2 separate regions of the Rattus norvegicus genome follow, and region 2 is linked to region 1. A link is a contact called in public Hi-C data. All regions are on one chromosome and are shown on one strand. The core of a region is the stretch at or near the end of the contact, and the rest is flanking DNA. Distances in the headings are between cores, read along the strand shown.

Region 1 (4,468 bases), core at 1,754-4,253:
GTATTACACCTGTGTCAGTCTGAGAGATTAAGGTAAATTTTAACTTCTGGGGTCCTGAATGTTTGAAACAGATCCTCTTTCTAGGTTGACAGACACACAGCACATGTCAACTGGAGTCCCCCCAGCCCGTCAGGCTCTGAAGGGAAAAGCTGCCAGGATCATGGGGTGCCTGGGCCCTTCCCATGTTACATAAGGGGTCTATGGAGACGGAAGACTTGCCCAGCACACTGCAAGTCTCTTCACAACCACAGCCTAACTTCTGGAGTCCCTTCTGGCACTGTCTTATTTGGTTCTCAAATATTTGTCATCTGGGAGCAGGGCCCAGAATGAGACAGAAGCAGTATGGAGAAAAGCCTACCACATTCTCCATGAGGCGGAACAACACCATTGTGGCACAATACAGAGCAGGAAGAAGAAAATCTGAAGAACAAGCGAACTCCCATGGAAAACAGCAGGCCCCGGCACGCCTGCCAGTTGTTGCTCCTCTCTTAGCCCACGATCTAACCAGGACCCTACCATCCCTCTCTACAAACAGACTGGGGTACTGCTGCCTGATAACCACTAGCCCAGAATCATAAAGTGAGATCGTCCCAAAACAGGACCTAATCTTAAGCAAACACCCCACCATTGGGCCTCCACAGGAAAATGCCCACAATCCCAGATACCCAGCCTCCAAAGGAGGCAAGGTGAGCGTCAGGGTCATGCCCAAAGACAAGCAAAGGATCTGCTACCTTCCTTGCTAGCTCAGCTCACAATCAAACCTCCTTCGTCCAGGAGCCACTCAGCTGGTGAGACAAGGTCAGTCAGGCTGTCGAGGTCCATGGGAAACCTTACAGCTGGAACAGTGTGCAGGATGTCCTAGTGACTGTCCTTCTGTGGTGGGGGAAGGGCAGAGTGTCCCCCAGCTCAGTGGCTACAACAGGAAGACTGTACCTGGGTTCCACTGCCCCGCATGATGTCCTCAGGGATGGCGTAGATCTGGTTCTCCATCTCCACTCTCTGGAGGCCATTGTCCGTCACCCTTACTCGGAGCACACGGAAGTTGGTTCCTCCAAGATCCAGAGCCAGGAACTCCCCATGTTCTGTAGACAGACAAAGGAGGGCCACTGTCAATTTGGAAGAAGACAAGATCAAACTGCCTCATGAAAACCAGTTAAGACTTCAGTACCAGTCAGCAGTCATGGGTGAGGGTGGCCAGATGGCTCACTTTTTCTAAATACATTTGGTTCTCTCTCACACAGACTCTCTCTCTTTCTCTCTCTCTCTCTCTCTCTCTCTCTCTCTCTCTCTCTCTCTCTGTGTGTGTGTGTGTGTGTGTGTGTGTGTGTGTGTGTGTGTGTGTGTGTGTGTAACCGAGACTTGCCTCCAGAGTCCAGGATTATAGACATGTCCCATCACACCCAGCTTTATGCCTGGCCTCCTCAATAATAAGATATTTTTATTACTACTTTGTAATTCACACCAATGAGACAGTTGAATCATTCAGCCGTCCTACTTAGCCTGTCAATGAACTTAAACTAGAGTTTAGTTTAAGAAGCTCCACCAATCAGATTGGCCTGCAGACTTTAACCTACCGGAAAACTAGCCAATGGGACTGGGAAGCACCATGGCTGCAGGGAGTCACGGAACTGTAAGCAAATAACGAAAGAACGTGCGGAAGAACCCCGAAGCCCACAGGAAGGACAGGATGGCAGGCTTCAGGAGCCTGAAGAGAAAGCAGTGACCGCAGCCTCACCCAGACACCTTCTAGCCTCCTCACCTTCTCCTTAAGAGGGTAGGGTTCATTTCTGGGTAGAGAAGGGACTCACTAGTTAGTGTGATGGTCAACATTGAGACTCTGGTCTGGTTGGGAGGGTCAAAGACATGTCCTGACTAAATAAACTAAAGGATTTCATCTGTGCTCAGGACTTCTGGACCCCTGAGCACCTTGCCCACGCACACCCTGGATAGCCACTTCTTATGAGCTCCCTGAACCCAGTGTCCATGATCTCTTAATGCAAAAGCTTGGGATGGGTATCAACCAACTGAGGGTCCTCGGGACTCACTCCCATACACTTGGTCAGGTGCAGTGCTAGTCTACATAACGTTCATCTGAAACCCACGTATGTTAAGTGTGTGAGAATCCTTGCCTGGCTACTTTTTAGCCTTGAGCCTCTTTTTCCTCAGACACATAGAATTCTGACCTCTGTCCTCTTTAAATAGGAGCATCATACTGCCCAGGACTGTCCTGAGAGAACTGAGCAATGTTCTTGAAATCACCCAGAATTATAGCAAGAACAAGTAAGCACCAGGCTCATGGCAAACACAGTCTCAGACCGGTCTCTCAAATGGCAAAGGAGACAGTAGATACCTTTCCAGGAAAAGCCACTGGAAGCAGACCGGGTGACTTAGCATTCCTCTCGCTGATACAAATTTTCCACTCCCTACTACTGGGTTTCTGAAGGAATCACCACTACTCACCCCAGACGCCTGTTCACTACAGGCCTGTTCACTGCAGGCCTGCTCACTACAGGCCTGTTCACTGCAGGCCTGCTCACTGCAGGCCTGCTCACTAAAGGCCTGCTCACTGCAGGCCTGTTCACTAAAGGCCTGTTCACTAAAGGCCTGTTCACTAAAGGCCTGTTCACTAAAGGCTTGCTACGGCAACACCAGCTTTGACTCACTGTGGACACCCCCTCTCCGTGGCCTCAGATGACTTTTCTTTTTCTTTTTTTTTTTTTTGGTTCTTTTTTTCGGAGCTGGGGACCGAACCCAGGGCCTTGCGCTTCCTAGGCAAGCGCTCTACCACTGAGCTAAATCCCCAACCCCCTCAGATGACTTTTCTAGACACTCGAGTACCCAACCTTCACTGGCCATGGGGCCTCAGCCAGATTCTAGGAAACGCTATGTGGTGGTTGTCAGGGGGATGAAAGAGAAAAATCAAGGGGGAGCTGCCTCATCAGCACTTTGAGGCCCGGGACACACACGATCCGCTGAATCAGTGACCATGAGAGGACGGAGGTGGCCAGCACTGCCTCTGGCTGGTTATCATCCAAGACCAGCCCAGCTGGACTCGGCCCAGCATGGCTCCATCAGGAATGTGATTCGGCTGTATTTTCTGGTGGACCGAAGGGGACTGTAAATAGTAAGGGTGCTGGTAGGAACTGGGGGACACTCACTAGTCCTTCAGAATATATTCCACCCACACTCACGGCCCCAAGGACTGACCCTCTGAGTTCAGAAGATGAGACGGTGACTCCAGAAATCCTATTAGGACCCCACAAGGCGATGGAGGGATCCTCCTAGGCCCAATCTCTCTATTGCAGATGACCACTCCCCACAGAGCAGGGCTTAGGTGACAGCCTTTACACATGGTGGTCGGGGCTCATGAATTCTGGTTCAGCAGTGGCCTGGGCACCTCAACAGGCTCTCTAGGCATGCGGCCTCACCGCAGAACTCACAGCTTATGGCGCTGACTTGCCAGGGCACTTGCGAGGTTTTGGTGGAATACAGACTAGGTTGCACAGGTATGTACGTGCATAACACACAGTTGTCAGTAAAGTGCCACTGACCTTGTCATCCTTCATTGTCATCATTCCTTGGTCTAAAAGGTCTTCTCCTAACTCTTGCTAGCTGCTCTAAATCGTAGCTCAAAGCCCTACCTCCACTGGGCTCCTTCCAAGACATTCCATAATCCCAGAATAGCATTCACCAGAGCATGTGACAGACTGTGAATGTGAAGGGCAAAAGTATCTGTGGGCAGGGCAGGAGAAAGGTTCTGATGTAAGAAAATCCACCAAGAGCAGGCTTCTTAGCCCAGCGCGGTGATCCTCCCATAATCCCACTGGTTAGGGGGCTGAGACCGGAGTCAGTGCCCCCTACATAGTGATTTTCAGTCCAATGAGAAGGAAGTTTCTTAAATCATACAAGCAGAGTTGAAGACATCTCAGGGGTTAAGAAAGAGCACTACTCTTCCAGAAAATGAGGTGGGTTCCCAGCACCCACATCGGGCAGCTCCCCACCACCTAAAACTCCAGTTCTAAGGGACTCTTCTAGTATCCATGGTTACTGCATTTACACGGTGCACATGCCTACAAGCAGGCAAATATACAAATGAATAATAATAAAAATTAAGCTGGGCTTAGTGGCATATGCCTTAAATCAATCGGAAGGCAAAGGCAGGCAGATCTCGGTGAATTTGAAAACAGCCTGGTCTAAATGGTGAGTTCTGGGGACAGTCAGTTACAGAGAGACCTTACCTCAAAATAATAATTAAAAAAAGTAAAATGAATTTTAAAATAATACACAATAAAATACACTTTTAAAAAGATGTCTAGGGGGGCTGGAGAGATGGCTCAGCGGTGAAGAGCACCCGACTGCTCTTCCAGAGGTCATGAGTTCAATTCCCAGCAACCACATGGTGGCTCACAACCATCTATAAAGAGATCCGATGCCCTCTTCTGGTGTATCTGAAGACAGCTACAGTGTA
Region 2 (4,358 bases), core at 1,680-4,179, 130 kb after region 1:
GCTCTCATTGTGTATCTCTAGCTGGCCTGAAATCCCAGCACTTGAGAGGTTGAGGCAGAAGGACTGCTACCAGTTCAAGGACAATCTGGGGCTACATAGTGAGTTCTGAACAGCCTGGGCTACAGAGTGAGACCTTCCCTCAAACGACAATGATTAAAAAGTAAAATAATAAAATAAAATGAGGATAAGAGACTCTCACCAAGTGTTTATGAGATTAAATGAGATATGTCTATCCTGCTTAGATTCAGTAAAGATTCAATAAGTGTTAGTCTTCTTTTTTTTCCTGTTTGAAACAAAGCCTCATGTGGCCCAGGCTAGCCTCATGTGGCCCAGGCTAGCCTTCAAATATACTATGTATCTGAGGTTAACCTTGATCTTGTACTCTTCGTGCCTCCACTTCTCCAACACTGGGATCACAGATGCGTACCACAAACCAGGCATCGTAAGTCATTAAAACCTTTACTGGTGCTTGTTCCTTTTAGCCTCCTGCTGTTTAGAAGACGGACTGATTTTATCCAGACTCTGAGACTCCTGGGTAAACAGTATTCATCTGCTTGCTCATCTTTTGACTGTTTGTCTCTGGTGAACTATATGTGACCCTACCGCCACCTTAGAAAGTAGTTGTTCTTACTGCCCCTCCCCCTCCCCCTAGTTTATGGACAAAGATACACATGCTCAAAGTGGTTTGCTGACTTAGATAGGGACAGTAAGTGGAACCAGGACACACACAGCTCCTTCCTCCAAGGCTAGGGAGGAAGGTCTGTTTACTGTTACACAGCTGCCTTTATAAAACCTCTAAAAAGAGAAGCATCCGTGTGTGTGCGCGCGCGTGTGTGTGTGTGTGTGTGTGTGTGTGTGTGTGTGTGTGTGTAGGCCAAAGGTCAACCTCAGTGCCACTCCTCAGAGCACTGTTCACTTTAGTTTTGAGATAGGGTCTCTCATCCTCCTGGAGCTTGTCAAGTAGACTGGGAGGCAGAGGGGCTCCGAGGACCCACCTATCTCTCTGCCTGCCCAGTACTGACTGGCACCGCAAGCGTCAAACACTACATCCTGTTTTTTTAAGCAGGTTACGGGATTCAAACTTAGGTCATCACTTCAGCACTAGGCCATTGTCTCAGCTCCAGTGCACATCTTATTACACGGTCCTTTGCCAGATACCTGCGCAGGCTTGTCTGTTGTTATTGTTGTTGTTGTTGTTGTTGTTGTTGTTGAGATGGCTCTCATTGTGTATCTCTAGCTGGCCTGAAACCCACTATGTCAACCCGACTGACCTTGAACTCAAAACCATCCTCCTGTCTCTGCCACCCACATGCTGTGATTAAAGGCATCGACCGCCTTGCCTGGCTTCAGTTTTTACATTTTTCCACTTCCTAGCCAGACCTTAAAACTTCAAGAAAACTGAAGAACTCCACCTGGAAGCCTAACAATTCAGCTTCCTAACTCCCCAGTGGCCCATCAGCTGATGCTTCCTGGGGGAAGGCCAGAGAGGGCAGCAGGAGGCAGCTGGGAGGCAGCCCAGCACTTCCCTGTCTCCCCCAGGCTGTTCCCAACACCTGACACAGCTCTTTCCTATGTTCCGCCACTGCTGTGACATTTGTCACACTTCATCTCTGACTGACTGTAAGCTCTAGGAAGCTCAAGATAGAACCCAATACATCCTTTCCCCGGGATCTGTCACCCTGTCTGTTTTCTACCCGGACCAGGCATGGTGGTGGACACCTATAACCCAAATACTTGGGGCCCTAAGGCAAGAGAGTCATTGGAGTTTGAGGCCAGTCTGGGCTCCGCAGGGAGAGCGTCTGCACTAATTTGCTTCCTGTTGCAGTGATAAAACACTGACCAAAAGCAACTTGGGAAGGAAGTTTATTTTACCTTACAAGTTACAGTCCATCATTGAGGGAATCCCTGGCAGAAACACATGGGAGGAACCTAGAGGCAGGAATCTGGAGACAGGAAACCGCAGGCAGGAAATGGGAGGGAGAAAACTGGAGACAGAATTGCTGCTTACTAATACTGACATTTTTTTTTCCTCTGGCTTGCTCCGGTAGCTATGTCATGTAACCCAGACCTACCTGCTTAGGGATGACACGGCCCACAGTGGGCTGGATCATCCTACATTAATTAACAATCAAATAAATGCCTTCACATGCATGCCCACAAGTCAATCCGATGAAGGTTGTTGTTGTTTTTTAAAGTTGATTTTATGTACAGTGATTTGTCCACACACATGTCATGTACCATGTACATGTAATGTCCTCGAGGGCCAGAACGGGTGTCAAATCCCCTGAAATTGAAGTCATAGGTGGTTGTCAGCTGCTATGTGAATGCTGGGAGCCAAATCCAGGTTCTTTGAAAGAGCATCCAGTTCTCTTAACTGCTGAGTCATCTCTCTCCAGGGACTTGAACCCTTCCGGGTTTTGGTATTGGTAGGGGTTTCTGAATCCAATCCCCATGATACTGAAGGATCTAGTTAGTATTTCTGTCATTTTGATGAGAACTCTTGGAGAGCTAGGATCAGTTAGCGTGGCACACCTAGTAAGAGAACAGCTGAGACTTGACCACAAGTCTGTCTGACATGGAGCAAGGAGACTTTCACCTTTGTCCTTGCCTCTGTGAGCCGCAGACAGCCATCTCAGGGGAGACTCTCGATGTAGAGAAACACAAACCATGGTGAATACGACAGCCTTCCTACACTAACCATTGGTTTCTTCCCTTTCTTTTCCTCCTAGGTGGTAGGGCCTCCTCTCTGGGTGTGTTCTCTGGAAATCCATGCCCTGACTCAAGTGCAGAGAGTGTTGTCTCCAAGTCCCTGGCACCAGGCAAGGAAGGCTATCCAATGTCAGAGATCAGCAAAGCCTTCCATGTGACCACCCCATGCACTTATCTTCACAGCATACTACAACCACGTTTCCAGCAAGTGGTTTTGATGGCGGTCAGCCAAGGCAAGGCCACGGCTCTCTCTTGGCCAGTCACAGATGCCTGGTCACAGAACAGCTGTTCCCTGCATGTGTCTGCCCCCAAAGGCCAAGTGTTTCCACTCAGTTCCTGCAGTCCTAAAGTCTCCTCGTTCCTCTAGCCATGTCCCCAGGTGTCCCTTCCCAGAAAGCCGTTCTGAACCAGAGCCATTAGCTCTGGGCTTGATTTCTCAATACTCAACAGCCCCAGTCATTTTGGCAGCCCTGGGCAGGCAGCCCCAGAATATCTGATACCTTCCATGCTCACGGCTAGTTTAAAGGTGTCCTCCTTTCCTTTCTGTTGGTTTGACAAAATACTCGGCCCAAAAGTGGCTCAGGGAAGGAAAGGGTCTATTCTTACAACTTGCACATCACACTCTATCATTGAGGAAAGACAGGGTAGGGACTGTAGCCAGGAACCTCGAAACAGGAACCAAGGAAGAACACTTATGTTTACTCTCTGGCTCTCTCACGGTGCTTTTTTCTTTGTTAAAGCCTACAGACACTGGGCGACTATTTCTTTATTTTATTGTCTGTCTGTCTATAATATACATGGGATCCCCTAGGATGAGAATTACAGATGCTTGTAAAATGTCTATCTGTCTGTCTGTAATATATATGCATGGGATCATGTAGGATGAGAATTATGGATGGTTGTTCATTGCCAGATGGGAGCCAGGATCCTCTGGAAGAGCAGCAAGTACTCCTGATGACTGAGGGTCTCAAGACAATCCCCCTGGTCTATAGGCCGGCTTGGTAAGGACAATTTCTCAATCAAGGCATTCCTCTCACATGACCCTAGGCTGTGTCAAGTTGACCATTAAGAATGACCAGGACGGGGGCTGGGGATTTAGCTCAGTGGTAGAGCACTTACCTAGGAAGCGCAAGGCCCTGGGTTCGGTCCCCAGCTCCGAAAAAAAAGAACCAAAAAAAAAAAAAATGACCAGGACAAAGGGTTGTTTAGAATTCTAAACTCATTTTCCTATTGTCTTTGATTCTAAGGAACCACTAAGCCCTGTGGTAGGCCCTAGAAACCACTAATCACATGCAGGAAAGATGATAGCACACAATCCTGGTGCTTTAGAAACAGCAACTAGAACTGCAGAAGGCAGAGCAGGCCTCAGGGACTCTGAAGCAAGGTCACAGCAGCTTCTGGAGCCACTAGGAATCATCACCTCTTTTTACGACGGACTGACTAGTCCAGCAGCAGCAATGTCTGCTGAGCCCCTGTCACAGGCCATGTGCTGGGCTCTACATGTGCTCTCTAACCCAGCCCTTCCAATGATGCCACATCCCATTTTACAGAAGAAACCGAGACTCAGAACTCAGGCCCATTTGTCAACAAGAAACCACGATGTAGTACAGGCAGTCGAGAGTCACACTAGATGCTGTTTCAAGTTGAAA

Evidence for each region. A called contact is a pair of places that touch in the nucleus more often than the background predicts.
Region 2: a Hi-C map of psoas muscle shows a contact between it and region 1, with 4 times the contacts expected there. The contact joins two enhancer-like sites. A contact is called at or near these places in 6 of 12 Hi-C or Micro-C datasets (frontal cortex, kidney, liver and 2 more).

What each region holds. Positions count from the first base shown.
Region 1 is chr4:116,813,063-116,817,530 of GRCr8, forward strand. It overlaps Hk2 (hexokinase 2), which reads right to left. Exons shown (of 18, transcript NM_012735.2): 3 at 934-1,082. Among named protein-coding and RNA genes, the nearest start is that of Hk2, 26 kb to the right of the region's middle. Within about 2 kb of position 3,004, at least 16 of the 93 cell types and tissues checked have an H3K27ac peak or open chromatin away from gene starts, as enhancers often do.
Region 2 is chr4:116,945,167-116,949,524 of GRCr8, forward strand. No RefSeq gene overlaps it. Among named protein-coding and RNA genes, the nearest start is that of Sema4f, 48 kb to the right of the region's middle. Within about 2 kb of position 2,930, at least 9 of the 93 cell types and tissues checked have an H3K27ac peak or open chromatin away from gene starts, as enhancers often do.